2 separate regions of the Gossypium raimondii genome follow, and region 1 is linked to region 2. A link is a contact called in public Hi-C data. All regions are on one chromosome and are shown on one strand. Each heading gives the region's core, a stretch centred on a gene start, on an enhancer-like site or on the middle of the called end of the contact. The rest is flanking DNA. Distances are from core to core; before and after follow the strand shown.

The links. Hi-C and Micro-C count contacts between places; a contact is called where the count stands out from the background.
Region 1: a contact with region 2 is called in a Hi-C map of leaf, with 1.7 times the contacts expected there. The contact joins the promoter of LOC105776684 here to the promoter of LOC105777067 in region 2.

What each region holds. Positions count from the first base shown.
Region 1 is chr10:25,941,047-25,943,790 of ASM2569854v1, reverse strand. LOC105776684 (probable xyloglucan galactosyltransferase GT14) reads right to left here and starts at 1,466. Exons shown (of 1, transcript XM_012599527.2): 1 at 1-1,466. The coding sequence starts at 1,183.
Region 2 is chr10:25,729,914-25,732,750 of ASM2569854v1, reverse strand. LOC105777067 (receptor-like kinase TMK4) reads right to left here and starts at 1,575. Exons shown (of 3, transcript XM_012600125.2): 1 at 1-1,575. The coding sequence starts at 1,418.

The DNA.
Region 1 (2,744 bases), core at 217-2,716, 210 kb before region 2:
GGAAAAACACCGGAATGCACCCTGCTAAAATAGAGTCGAAAATCGATCTCCTTGTGTAAGAATCCCCTGGGGGCTGCAAGCAAAAGATTGAGCTCTGAAACACCTTCATCACATTAACCGGATTATCACAGTTTGTAGTACCATAATTACAATCCAGCAGCTTGCACTGGCTCTTTGAAGCTAAGCATTGATCAATAATCTTGCCCCGGATCGAATTCTGATATTCAGGCCTAGGGGCACCAGCAAAGGAGAAAAGATACTGCCGGTTTTGCCTTCTCATTCGATCCTGCCACCGGAAAATCTCACTGTCCTTTGAAGGATGGAAACATGTTGGATATGGAATTGCATAATCATTGTTCCAGGAGCTCGATTCGATCGACAACATCGACATGTTCTTGGATTCAGGCAAGAACCGAAGCTTGCTGCCCCAATCGGTTTCGTTATCGCTTTGTCTTCGGAAATCCCAAGCAATCCTCCCAGCAACTAAGAAATGATCCCTACCCCACATTCTTTTCCATTCAGGCTTCTCTGATAGCCACTTAACAAGGCCAAGAGATGCAGAATCTCTCACAGTAGTGTTGAAACCCCATAGATACAAGCTCATATCAAGACCAGCATAAAAGGGTACGTAAATAGCCGATGCAATCGACGAGTCATTGGTTAAACATTCATACCTTTTCATCTTATTGTGAAAGATGACTTCCAACAAGAACTGATTCGTTAAAAACCAGCTATTGTTTATCAAAACATCTTCAGGGTTCTCAATTTCAGGACCAAAACCCAAGTTGTCCAAGTATGGACACATGTTTTTATCAGTTCCCCTAGTGAGCAACCGACAATTGTTAACCAAATCCTCATTAAATCTACTGGGAAGATCATGAACAAATATATATCTCCCCACACAAGAATCGATCTCAGTTCCCACTTTCAAATCTCCCTTTTCATCAGTTTTGGGCAATGGATAGACGCTAGCATTGGTAATTTCAGTGAAATCATGAGGTAAAGAACTTTGGGTATTGATTACGGTTCCATGATTATCATCCAAAACAGTGACGAGGGCAGATTTTTTAGCAGTAAAACCGGAGTAATCAAAGGAAAATAGCTCAATACAGAAAACGAAAAAGACAAGTAAGACAAACCAGGGCTGATGGTTGCAGCATTTTGAAGTGATGGGGTTTTCCATCTTCGGTAAACAGGCTTTACTTTCTTTCCTCTGAAACTGCTTGGAAACTAGAGCTGGAAACAGGGAGGAAATTGGGGAATGCTTTGAGAAGTCCAGTAAAAAGAAAAGAAAAGAAAGCAAGTGAGAAGCAGTGGATTGTTTAGTGAAGAGCTTGTTTCCTTGATCTGGGGCTTGAGGGAGGGGGGAGATGCTTGATTTATGGTGAAACGGAAAGGGAACCCATTGACATTAAATGCTTGCATTGGTCGTTGGACAAAGGGAGCTTCGACGTCTGGATTCGTGCCCAAAAGTATGGACTGGTGGCGCGACCGCCCGGTCCGTTACTTTGTCGGGTGGGTCACCACTCTTTTGTTTTCTCTCACCGTATCTTCGAAGGGTATTGCAATGATAATGAATTAGACGGTTAAACCCTTGAATGATTTTTTCATGCATTTATATTTGGTTAAAACATGACTTTAGTCCCTGCACTTTTTAAAAATTAGTAATTTAGTCCTTATACTTCTATTTTCAGAATTTAGTCTCTATACTTTTCATATTTCAAAATTTAGGTTGAATTGTTAATACTGTTAATTTTTTGTTAAATTCAGGTTAATTAAAACAATTTTTAATTACATGGCTACCAAGTGAGTAGTTTTTTTATTTCAAAATGTCACAACAACCAATTTAACAAAAAAAAACTAACAGTGTTAATAGTTGGATCTAAATTTTGAAATATGAAAAGTAGAGAGACTAAATTTCTAAAAATACAAGTACAATGACTAAATTTCTAATTTTCGAAAAGTATAAGGATTATATCACATTTTAACCTTTATATTTTGATTAGAGATTTTCTTTTCAACCTGGTTCTAAAGGTGGGGTGGTTCACATTGTAAAAGATGTTGAGGTTGTATTTGAGTATAGGTTATATGCATGCTCTTCTCTCTTGATTTTCGAAGAGGTGGCATCTATAGGTCAATGAAAACTTGAGGTGAGTCCCATTTGCAACAACCCAATTTTCGTTGTTGTTGGACATGTCAATTTTAAAATTGAATTTGTTAAGTCAATTTGTCCGAAAAGTTAAACTAAAAAGTCCACAAGTCGAATATGAGATTGAAAAGTGGGAGAGATAAAATAAGAAAAGGGCTTAGTTTATTTTATTTTTCTTCTTTTCCAAAGAAATAGAATAATTTTTGTTTCTTCTTCATTTTCAGTTCAAAATTCAGAAGGTAAACATGTTATTTTTGTTGAATTTTTTTATGGATTCATAGTCATCCAAGCTTAATTTAACTAACCCAAGTGTTAGTTTTTCCTATTATTAAGTTATATTCTAGCTACCATTGTTGAGTGTCAGTGAATTTGGAACTTGAAATCATGATATACTTAGTGGTATAAGCTTAGATTATGTTAAGACCATGTTAGTGTCATGGGTCGCAGTTCAAAGCCCATGACCATCGTACGAAATGCATCTAATGGAGGTTTATTGTGTAGATGGGGATCATTTGGCCAGCAAGAACTGGCCCAATTCGGTAAGCTGTTGAGAAGCCTGTCAGATTGAAGCTTGGTTGGCCCGATAATAAAGATT
Region 2 (2,837 bases), core at 326-2,825:
GAATTCTTACTATGGCCACTTTTCAAGTTACCATCCGAACCTCCAGCGGATGCTCCAGATCCTGAATCTCCTCCATCACCAGAACCACCAGATTTTCCAAGTAAACTATTCCCCGAGTATGAGAATTTTACTGAATTCGAAAATTTTGGGATGTCTCCACTAAGATTGTTATTAGACACATCAAGAAGCTGCAAACTAGTCAACTTAGTCAGACTATCAGGAATTGAACCAGTTAATCCGTTACCACTCAGATTCAAGTTCTTCAATGATATGAGATTGGCAAATGCCGCAGAAATCGTCCCGACCAAGTTTTTCTTTTCCAGATTCACTGTAATCACATTCTTTTGTGAATCACAAGAAATAAAGGACCATTCGCAAGCATCATTCCCAGGCCACTTATCAGAAAGAGGCACAGGGTACCCAAAACCCCCAGCAATCTCAAGCAATGTAGTAACTTGAGGATCACAAGGATCCCCATTACTATTACAGAAATTATTGTTTCCATCAACAACTTTTTTCTCAACTGAGGTAGGAAATTCTGGGAAAGGACCCTGCAATTTATTATTAGACAATGAAACATTCTTCAAGTTTGGAAGGTCAATTAAAGATTTGGGAACCGGCCCTGTCAACTGATTGTCTCTAAGCTGAAGATCGAAAATATCCAAACATTTAGACAAATCTGGGATCGGACCCGTAAACAAGTTTTTCTGAAGCCAAACCTGAGACAACTGTGTCATGTTGGATAAAACTTGTAAAGTACCATTGAACCCAACATCCTGATTGTTGATCCAAAGATTCTGAACCATTGATCCACCGAGAGAAGCTGGTAATGTGCCGCTCAAATTGTTGTAAGACAGCCTTATACTTTTCAAGCTGTTCATAGAATCGAAGATATCAGGCAAGGAACCGAACAAGCTGGTGTTGTCTAGTTGAAGTTCAACGAGTCCCGTCGATTGGGACAAATCTGGGAAAGTCCATGGACTTAAACCGGCATTGTCACTCAAACTCAGCTTTTGCAAGCTGGTTAATTCGGAGAAGGCGTTTGGGGATATAGAGGTGAAGGCGTTGCTGTCAAGGTAAACCTCTTGTAAGCTGGAGAGGTTGGCCAAAGATGGGATGGTCCCGGACAAGGCGTTGCGTTGGAGTGACAAAGTCTGGAGCTCCGACAAGTCGGCGATGTCGGGGGAAAGGGTCCCAGACAGGGATTTGGAAGAGAGGTTGATGGAAGTAACGCTGTTGGATTTGTCGCAATTTATGCCAGGCCACTTGCAGTAGTTGTCTGAAGAAGTGGAAGACCACCCAGTGGGAGGAGGGCGGAAGGATGAAGCTATCTTGAGCATGGTTGCGCCGTCGTCCCCGGCGGCGAGAAAGGCGGAGAAAAGGAGGATGGGAAGGAGGATATGGTGGCGGTTAAGCATTTTTGCTTTTGGGTTAGTTTCGGAAACCAAAACAGTTGGATTATCCAACAACGATGGTGTTTGTTGGATTGTTCTTTGAATATGGTTTTTTTCTTTTTTTCCTAACAGTGAAAAGAAAGAACAGTGTTTTAGGGCAAGGGAATACTTGGGGGAAAGACAAAAGAAATAATGAAAGGGAATTTTCTTAGTTGGAATTTTTTTAAAAGAGAGAATATCTTACCTGTTTCTTTTTTTTTTTCCTAAAAAAGTTAATATGTAAAGTACTAAAATAGTTTAAATTTCACATACATCCCTATCAATTTCAAATATGAGCAAAATGGTCCATCTAAAAATAAAGTACTTATGTCCCGTACTTTTAAAAATGGATAAGAAAAAAATGAAAATAGCGTCAATTATTATCCAATCCAACTCTGAATTTTGACTTTTTTAAATATTATATAATAAGAAAACAAAAGTCCGTACATTATTAAAATTAAAAACTAATAAAATTATAAAAAAATGTTTTAAAATTTTATATATGAAAAATAAAAAACAAATAGATATTACTAAAATACTCCAAAGTTTTGAGAAAAAAAATTTTGTAAATAGTATCGCGTAACTTTTAAATTTTAATAAAAAGCGTGAAAATTCTAAAACAAACTATAAGAATTCAAAAGATCATAAAATCCAATATATGTGTATATATATATATAAATGTTCGAAAAATATCTTCAGAATATGAAAACAAATAAAATAAAAGCTCCAAAGTTTGAAAAATTATAAAATTTTCCAACAAATATTTTTCCTCAAAATTAAAAGGAAACTTTATATAATATATATGCAAAAATATTCTAAACTTTATAAAATTTAAAAATAATAGAAAATAATGAATTTTTGAAATTTTAAAAATAAAATTAATTTTACTGAATATTTATATATTTTTATTTTATAATTTTTGAAATAATTTTGGAAAATTTTAAATTTTAAATTTTATTTTTTCAGAAATTTGGTAATTTTAATTATTTTATTATTATATAAGTTTTTGAATGTTGGGCATTATTTTAGAAATTTAACAATGTTTTATTAAATTATTAAAAATTCAAATTTATACAATACTGTTTACAAAAAGAAAACTATCAAAATAAATATTTTCTTTTATAGAACTTTTAGTACTTTGTTCATATATTTCGAAAATATAAGTTAAAGATTTTTAGAATTTTTTAAATATTTTTAATATTTTTTGGGTGTTTATGTGTATCCTTTAGATGGGTGAAGCTGTGTATTTATATGATATGGTTACTATTCATAGATGTGATTTCGTAGGTAGGTTCCATGCATGTCGGCACGTACTCTACTCTAGGTTTAACATGTGTTTATACGATGTGGGTTCGCCTATGTGATGGTGTGTGAATCCACATCGTGCGGTCTCATAGAGGGGTT